Regions from separate parts of the Zea mays genome. Here region 1 is linked to region 2. A link is a contact called in public Hi-C data. All regions are on one chromosome and are shown on one strand. Each heading gives the region's core, a stretch centred on a gene start, on an enhancer-like site or on the middle of the called end of the contact. The rest is flanking DNA. Distances are from core to core; before and after follow the strand shown. Region 1 holds the start of LOC100284660 (cytosolic purine 5-nucleotidase). Region 2 holds the start of LOC100272304.

Region 1 (4,522 bases), core at 1,577-4,076, 220 kb before region 2:
AGGAGACGTCAGCAAGGTCCCAGCAGCCCCGACAGCTGTGCTTCTACAGGGCTCAAGCGCTCCTCCGACGGCCACGACACCACGTACACAGGGCTCTAGCACCTCTCCGACTGTCATGATGACATGTACACAGGGCTCTGACACCTCTCTGCCGGACACGTTAGCGCATAGCTACACCCCCGTTGTACACCTGGACCCTATTCTTGCATCTATAAAAGGAAGGATCAGGGCCCTCATGCAGGAGGGTCGGCGCGCGAGAGGACGGGCCGACGAACCGGCTCACTCTCTCTCTCTCTCTCCCTCGCGAACGCTTGTAACCCCTACTGCAAGCGCATCTCCCCCTGGCGCAGGATAACACGAGCCACGGTTTTCCCCCTTTATGTTCCATCTCGCGCCAATCCATCTGGGCTGGGACACGCAACGACAATTTTACTCGTCGGTTCAGGGACCCCTGGGGTCGAAACGCCGACAGACCCTTCGTGAATCATGATGCGCGCTTGGAAGGAGAGCTTGGGTATTGGGGATGAGGTGCTACTCCTGTCAGACGTCAACGGGTAGCTAGCACACCATGGGCGTCGAGCTCGACCTCTCCGACAAACCCGTGGGGCTCGACGTCCGATCCCAACGCTACGCACTTCTAGCGGAGGTGGGGTGCGTGAGGGGTTGAGATGATCCGATTGTCCTTGGCCGCTAGATGTGAGGGAGAGAAATAATGAGGGAGAAGAGATCTGAACGGTTAAATATTACGGAGAAGGATTTCTGGTGTGTACAAAGCGGGGTACATAAAGAAAACATATCTCAACGGGGTCATTTGTTGGGTGGATCTAGATTAATTTGAACTGGCGCTTTATTAACAATATAAAAGATAGATGTATTTATTAATAGCTAAATCATGGATAGTCTCGCATCATTTACTTGTCGGAGATGTACCATAACACCATTTTAGCAGACGAAGTAGCTCAAGCCTTGTTCGGTTGCATCTGGATTAAAGATGGCAACGGGGACCCGATCCCAGATTTCTCACGGGGAATTCCTCTATTAAGGAATGGGGATGGAGAAGTTTTTCTCCCACGAGAATATAAATGGGGAAAAATTCTCGCTCGACGAGTAAACGGGGACGGTTCCCCGTCTCTATAGGTGTACATTTGGGCCGGACTTAATGGGCGGGCACGAAGCACGAAAAAAAGCACGGCCCAAGAACGGCACGACACGAAATTATTTTGGGCCGGCCCGGCCCGGCCCAGCCCGTTGCATCGAGCCGTGCTTGGGCCGACGCTGAGGCCCACGGGCGGGCATGAGCCCGGCCCGTTTAAGCAGACCCGAAAAGACCCGAAAATGCGTCCTCGGCAGCTGCAGCCTGCAGGCCAGCAGAGGCCTAAAGCGCGGTCGCGCGGCCCATTTCCATATTCCAGCCTGCAGGCCTAAAGTGCTGTTGCCCGGTGTTGCTGTTGCCAAATGCTAATTGCCAAATGGAAACCTGAAACCCTACGTCCTACTCCCGTGAGTCCGTGACCAGCCGGCGGCCGCCGTCTTTCCCGTCTCGTGTGGCTGTGTCCCGATCCCAACTCGGCGACTCCCATCTCCATCCCGATTCCCATCTCCAAGGCGGCCAGCCAGGCTCCAGCGCGACCGCCGACCGCTGACCGGAGCGCGACCGACGAGTGCGGCAGTGCGGCAGTGCGCCCCTGCGGCAGTGCGGCCCGCGCGAGCGGCCGAGCGCGACCGGCGACCGGAGCCGCGACCTCCCCTGCGCGAGCGCTACCGGAGCCGCCTCTGCGCCCTGCGTCCCTGCGCCCTTGCGGCCTGCTCGAGCGGCCGAGCGCGACCGCCGACCGGAGCCGCGGCCGCCCCTGCACGAGCGCTACCGGAGTCGCCCCTGCCCCCACGAGCTCCAGCACTCCGGCAACCGTGGCCATTTTTGTATTTCGGGCCTTTATTATTTTCGGGCCGCCAGTTTAAAGCACGACACGTTTAGTGAAATACGGGCCGGGCCGTGGGCCGAGGGGTCGGCCCGTGGGCCGGCACGGCACGACCCGAATTTAATATTGGGCCGGGCCGACCCGAAATTAAATGTGCCGGGCCTTTTCGGGCTTGGGCCGGGCCGGGCCGGGCGGCCCGAATGTACACCTATACCCGTCTCCGTTCCCCGCAGGGACCCGTTAAACTTACATGTGACGATATTTTCATGTAGTATTTAATGATAAAAATAAATAATTAACTTATCAAGAGATCACCCGTTGTACAAATATGGTCATTTTAATGTACACATAATGATTTTTTACATCTAACAATGTGTATAATTGACAATGGTTTACATTAATAACAAATGAATTACGATCTAATTATAATTTAAGTGGTGATGGGGATCCCCGATGGAGATTTATTCCGGCGGGGAACGGTGATGAGAAAGAAATGTCCTTTGCAAGCGTTCGTGGGGTTCTTTATGGGAAAATTTTTTCCGTCGCGGGAACGGGTATGAGAGCTAAAACTCGACGAGGAATTATCCGTTGCCATCCTAATCTGAATGTGATTGGAGAAATTAAATCATTTTTATTAAATTTGATTAAAAAGTGATTTAATCCTCTCTTCAATTACGTCAAGCACTTATCCCTCCATCCATTATTCTCATCGTCGACATTCTTATCCACATCTTACCGGTGCATCCTCCGTTTTGTTCTCCACTCCTCCTGCCCTAGTCTTTGGCCTTTGGGTACGGAGGCGCGTGTGCCCGGAGCCAAGTCGCGGGAGGGAAAGCGGCGCGCGTCATCCGTTACCAGTGGCCAGTGGGGGCAACGTCACCACAGCGGCCAACTCGAACGAATACGCATCCATCCCATCCCAAGCCAGCACCAGCAGTTCCTCCACCACCAGCCCAGCCCTCGCCCCGTCCGTTCGTCCGCCCGCGCCCGCTGCTGCTTGCCTGCTTCCCACGCACGCGAGCTCTGTTCCGTGCTGCAGCAACCGCAACCGCATCCGCATCCGAATCCGCACACGATCCCCGCGCCACTTGCCCCGTCACCCCCCACGCGGCCCGCGCCTCCGCCCGCTCGTCGGCCAATGCCCGGCGCAGGCCAGCTCGGCGAGATGAGATGACGCCGCCGCGCGGCGGTGCCCGGCCTCCCGTCGCTCACGCGCGCCAGCACCAGCACCACCCGGCCCCATCGGGATTCTTCATCCCGTCCTCCACCTAGCGCGGTAGCGCCGCATTTATTCCCTCCCCCGCACAACGGTCACGTTTCCATCGCCCCCCCGTCTTCTCTCCCTCGTCGCATCCGGCACTCCTCCTCGTCTCCTATTTAAAGCGCGCCGGGCTGGGAGCCAGCGATCATGCTATTCTCTAGGAGGCCTCTCGCCGCCGCTTTCCACCTCGCGCCCCTTTCGCCTCCGCTGCTCCTCTTCTTCGCATCCGCGTCCTCGTCCTGCTCGCCCGCCGCCTCCGCCGCCGCCGCGTCGGTCTCCGGCTCCAGGGGTACGTACGCGCTTCTTCCGTGCATTCGTGAGGACTTTCTCTGTAGGGTGAGAATTTTGCCCACTCTTCTCGTGCGATTCTCGTGCTATTTGACCGGTTTCGCTCGCGCGAGATGTTCTGCCTTGTATACCTCCGACCTCACCCAGACTTTGACGGTTGTTTCCAAGGAATTCCCGAACAGAGTTTGTGGATTTCATTGGGTTACCCGGTGCACTTTGGCGAGTCGTGATGCCATGCCGAGATTGTGGATTTTTGTTGGAATTTGATGGATTCTGCATTTTGCATCATCATCTTGTTATTCAGCGTTAGTTGTTTTATTCTCGTGAGAACTACAAATTTTGCCCGTATATCCTTGAAATACGTTGGTCATCTAACCTCTAACGTTTTAACTTTTAACCAACTGTGTCATAATTCCTGATTGAAACAACGTTTTTCTCCACCAATCGTGAAGTACGGTTAGCATTCTTCAGTTTAGATTGTATGCTCTTGCAACACTTGACGTGCTGATCTCCAATCAGGTTGCACTGCTGCAAGGATGGACAGCGGTGCGGTGGAGACAGCGTCCACTGGGGCAGTATGGTCATCACCTTCGGCAGAACCGAGAAGCATTTCTGTCGGGAAGGAGGTATTCTGCAACAGGTCACTCAACATGAGGAACATCACAGCAGTGGGATTTGATATGGACTACACTCTGGCACAGTACAAGCCTGAAACCTTCGAGTCCCTTGCTTACTATGGTACAATAGAGAAGCTTGTGAAGGATCTCCGCTACCCTGAAGAGGTTAGTGCTAAGGAATGCAAATTTTCTTAACACATCAAGATAAAATATCCAGGTTGATTACTTTCATATAGATGTGCCGGTTTTGAATTTATTTGTATATTGACCTTTCAATGCATGCAAGAAAGATAATTAACGGCACATAGACATATAGTCGCTTTAATTGTTTTCCAATGTGTCCATGATTGTACTGTTTGGGTGTTCCAGTAGCAATAATGGCTCAAATTGGTGCCTCAAATTGAAATATAGGGCTCTACAAAAAAACTACTCCAACA
Region 2 (4,710 bases), core at 458-2,957:
ACAATAAATAATTTATTTCTATTCCTACTACTATTCTGTTAACACAAATAAAAAACAATATGATTAATTTGTAAACCTAGAAGATTAACAAAAGTTCAAACATCTGATTTGTTGGGTCAGTTTAGCACATGCTTGAAGTCCTGGCATACATTCACTAGACAAAACATCTGAATTGAAGTTCAAGGGTCATAGTAATCAATAATTCAAAATTCAACCGTACAACAAAACTACTTCCTTGAAGACGTCTGCATTAGGTAGATACCTAATAGTAAAGTCTACATCACGGGTTAGCTACAGCACAGACTGAAAAGAACCTGCTCATTGGCCCTTTAGATGCCAGTAGTATTGCTCCAACTGTACAGGCACGGGATACCCCTAGTAGCCAGTAGGCTAGTACCAGCAACCAGTAGTTTGTACATGTCAGTACTCCGTAGTATTGTTTCAACAACTGTCCAGAGCACGAGACACGCCTAATTCAAGCAATTCATGATAAAAATGAGTTGGTGGTTTGGTCTTCCATTGCATCATTTCTGGGAAGCAAGAAATGAGAAGGTCGGGAAGAACCAAGCTGAGATGAAGATTCCGGAAAGATGCTATGTGGAGCTACTGAAGCCAATGTCAAAAGCAGGCGAAGCAATAACTGATGAGAGCAGAGCAAACTTCACTATCACATACCGAATTGGAGCACCCAGGCGCGTACACATGATCGAAGGTATAGCTCCTTTCCTTGGTCCGGTTCTGGATGAGGTCCAGATAATCCTTTGACAGATCAGGGTCCAGCACGACCACAGTCTATGAGCGAAAAGCGTGTAAACCGTCACATTGTCACCACCAATTGCAAAGAGCAAATCCATCGACACACCAGAAGCGCAGCGCGGGGGTACCTTGTCATCAATGACCTGTATAATATGCCGCGAACGCCGCTGCTCGGTGTCGGTCAATGGCCTGCACTTGACAGCCACCTGCAGTCGGAATGCATCGTCACGATTACAATTGCGCACACGATGAGCAATGCTAGCAGTTAAGCAGCGAGAATGCAGTTTCCCAGGAGCTAGGCCGTCCACGGGAGAATGGTAGTGGTGGCGCACCTGTAGCGTGGCCGTCTGCTTGGACGCCGGAGCTCGGATGCTCGGCATTGTCCGCGAGGAACCTTCGTGCCAGCCGAGACGAGCCCTCCAAAAAAGATGCGGTGTTTTTCTATCTACCAGCAACCAGTACAACCCCGGCAACGCTTCGGAATCACGCCACGCCGAGGCGGCGGAAAGGCGAAGCGCGTCCCCACCAGGCACCAGCAGCGGCGGCAGCCGCTCCGGAAAGGCGACCGCGAAAAGGAGACGCTGCGCCTGGCCGGCCACCAACCTCGAGCCCCGCCGCCCGACGCAACGCAAGAGGTAAGAGACAAACAAGCAAAAGCCTCGAGCAGCCACGGACACCCCCGGAGCGGAATGCCGCGGTGACCCGGCCGCGTCCGCCACAATGCGATCTCGCGGCGCCCTCCCCGCGGCCGGCCGGCCGGTCTGAATTCTGAAACGCGCCCGGTCCCGCGCCGCGCTTCCCTCGGCCGAAACTACCCCCCACGACGCACCGGTTACGCCTTGCGCGAGAGGGGAAAAAACGGGGGAAATGGCAGTTCAGGCGTGGTTTGGTGGGGTGGCACGACGGCGAGGAGGAAGCGTGTACGGAGATTCTGGGACGGGAGTGGATGAGATGAGAGACGAGAGAGGAACTGAGGAAGGGTGGAGATATGGAGAGGAGTTGGGGAGGACTGGAGGAGGTCGCGAAGGGGGCGGAGGTGTTTTAATGGTGGGCGAATAATTAATTCGCGGCAGCTGTCGCGGCCACGGCGGAGAAGGCGACACGGAACGAGAAGGGGGTCGAGGTGAGGAGGAGGTAGGGGTGGGACCAGTCCCGGCCCGGGCTCGCCAGCGCCAACGGCCCTCTGCGCCTCCGGTACACGACGCGGCCCCGGCGACGACGAGCCTGCGCTGCCATTTTGCGGTGATCCCCGGCCTGCCAGGTCTCGCCTCGCTGGTCTGGTCTCTCCTCGCTGGTCTGGACGTCTGGTCTCTCCCATCGCCTTCATGTACGTACGTAAGGGTAAAATCTGGAATTGGATGCTACAGTAGCGTGTACGGGAATAATACCGTGTTACGCCACATTTCCGTTACGTTGTACGCACCCTGCACGGTCCTCGATTGTATTGAAACGCACAACACAAATTAGCTCTCCCGTAACGTAAGCGTGTGTGGGTGCCAACACTAGCGGTAATAAAAGCAGCCGTATAGTGTGAGGCCATTGAACGGAAAAACAAATTAAGGTCATTATAACATTATTAACCGTTGGTGTCATGCCATGTCCATCCATGCATGTGTAGTTGCATCCATGCGTACACACTTTAACACCCTGCAGTGCAGGCGCTGATTGGCCGCCAGCAATCCATCGTCATCGTACATGCACTACTGCCCGCCAGTAGTGCTGCTGCGAAGCGGTACACCTACGCTGATTCCGTGGATGTCAGCGACGAGGCGATGCAAGTGTGCTGTACAATACACATGCACTCTCTGTTCCGGCCGTGGGCCGCCTTAACTTGATGAGCTAGCCGATGCCCGACGCGCTGTACCTGTACCAGCCAGCCCGCCCTCTGGAGTTGAACTTGAACGGATCAAACCTGTCTGTTTCAATTTCGAGACACCCCGTGAAGAAAAGTTAAGCGTCCAACTACAAACTGGACTCATGTTTGCGTTTTTAGATTCAGATCGAGCTGGTATATATAAGTAGCAGACAGAACGAAATTCGAAAGTCAAATTTGCTTGGAGCCAACGGCGAGGCGACCAGGCCCGCACATATAGTACAGTACTCGTAATTTTGACATCGACATATATTTTACACCGCACGTCACTAAAAAATAGTATGATTGCGCTTGTAAATAATCACTCCCGCTAGAGCCTCATAGAGCCTTTACATTGCATGAGGACTAACCGCGCTTTTGGTTTCGATAGTTAAAATCTTTTCAAAAGCATGTTTGAAAAGTTGGTATGTTCAGTGGTCGATGGATCGTTCCTCAAGCAGGAGTGCTCCCTCTCGAGAGGTATTTTAACTTTTGTTCTACGGACTGTTCGGGCTTTTGCCCTGAACCGTCCGCAGACCTAACCATAGGGATTACAAGTTTGCATAAGTCCATGTGTGCTTCAGCCCGGATAGTACTGACTCCTAATTGCAGACCATACGTTCTTGGAGGGCGGATAATCCGCTCTTCGTCCACCACAGTACCACACCAAAGAGCGTGGACTCTGGCTGGTAGCCGCAGTTGATAGCAAAATCCTTCAACTCTGTCATATCTTCTTTGGAAAGCTGCTGGCCACCCAGGTGCCGTAGGTCGAAGTCTGCTTCTTCCGAAGAGATTTCCTTAGCCTTATTCCCTTTGTCTAACACTTATATGGCCACCTCCTTTTCCACAGCCACGTCTGATATAATCTTGTCAATTCTGGATATGGTGGTCGTGAGATCTTCGCCTTCAGTTGCAAAGGCAGCTTTGGCATCAGTAGATTTGACAGTCTTGTCTGCCGAAGCTGGAGGCGGTGTTTGCTCAATTGCATGGAGTATGTTCATCATACGTCGCTTTTTCTGTCCCCCGTCTCTTCCGTCGGTAGCCGAAGGAATTTTCTTTTTTTGTAAAAGTTTGGTCAGTTCTAATCCCAGAGGACTTAGCAACTTGAATGGTGGTGATTCAGTCATTACCTTCAAAGTTTCTAACACTTCGGCAGCAGAAGGTGACGGAGGGTTCAAGGTTTTTTTTCCGGTGCATCATGTACCTTCGGTTCGGCAGAAGGTATCTTGTCAAGTTTCCGTTTCTTAGGAGCTGGTGCCTTCGGTTCCGACGCTATTTTCATCCTCTTCAAGGCCTCTTCATCTTCCTTCACAGATCGGGCAGGTTGCCTCCTCAGAATGCTAACAACCTTTTTTCTTTTCGCTCCCCGACCCCTTCGTCAAGTCTGTCATAGTCCGGGTACTCGAAGTTCAGGGCATCCATTACCCGATTTAGCCTTCGTTTTGGCCAGGTACCGAAGGCAGCGGTCATTAGCTGATCTTCTTTCTTCGTGTAATTTCCAAGAATTTCGTTACACATAGTTTCTATTATTTCTAGCCATTCAATACACAGTTTCTTGAATTGTTCTTCAAACTTGAAGCGAAAGGGAAGACGAACAAGTTCATATTTCTTTCATACTTCCATCTTCTTTGGCATGCCCCGACCGTTACAAGTTGGAAATGTTTTATTTGCCAGGTATTCCTGCACTAAGTCCATAGTGCTAATTTCAGCAACCACCACTCTAAATTCGCTTCGGCCACCTGACATGGGGAGCCGAGTTGCATATTGCATAATGGCCTTGTCATCCCGAAGCTCAACCTCAGAGGACTCATAACCATAGTCATGAGTTTTTCCCTCTTCTTCTCATCAGCTTTCACGTAGAACCATTCGATTGTCCACCCGGTCGGCCACTTAGTGTGGTAGCCGATCATCGGGGCCTTGGTGTATTTTCGGTATGCAAAATTATAACATCCAAAAAATTTGTGAAGTCCATCTGCTCTGGCCTTCGTCTGATAATGCAACTCATGCACTCGGCAAAAACCTTCGGCATGGCACTTTTGCCCTGGCTTCGGAGAGCCCATATGTAAAAACTCAGTCTGACAATGGCATTTGGTGTCAACTGA

The links. A called contact is a pair of places that touch in the nucleus more often than the background predicts.
Region 1: a Hi-C map of leaf mesophyll shows a contact between it and region 2, with 2.3 times the contacts expected there. The contact joins the promoter of LOC100284660 here to the promoter of LOC100272304 in region 2. A contact is called at or near these places in 4 of 25 Hi-C or Micro-C datasets (ear, leaf, leaf mesophyll and 1 more).

What each region holds. Positions count from the first base shown.
Region 1 is chr1:289,499,382-289,503,903 of Zm-B73-REFERENCE-NAM-5.0, reverse strand. It overlaps LOC100284660 (cytosolic purine 5-nucleotidase), which reads left to right and starts at 2,826. Exons shown (of 17, transcript NM_001157555.2): 1 at 2,826-3,469; 2 at 3,988-4,250. The coding sequence starts at 3,328.
Region 2 is chr1:289,273,193-289,277,902 of Zm-B73-REFERENCE-NAM-5.0, reverse strand. LOC100272304 reads right to left here and starts at 1,707. Exons shown (of 16, transcript NM_001359596.1): 1 at 1,089-1,707; 2 at 885-962; 3 at 676-792. The coding sequence starts at 1,136.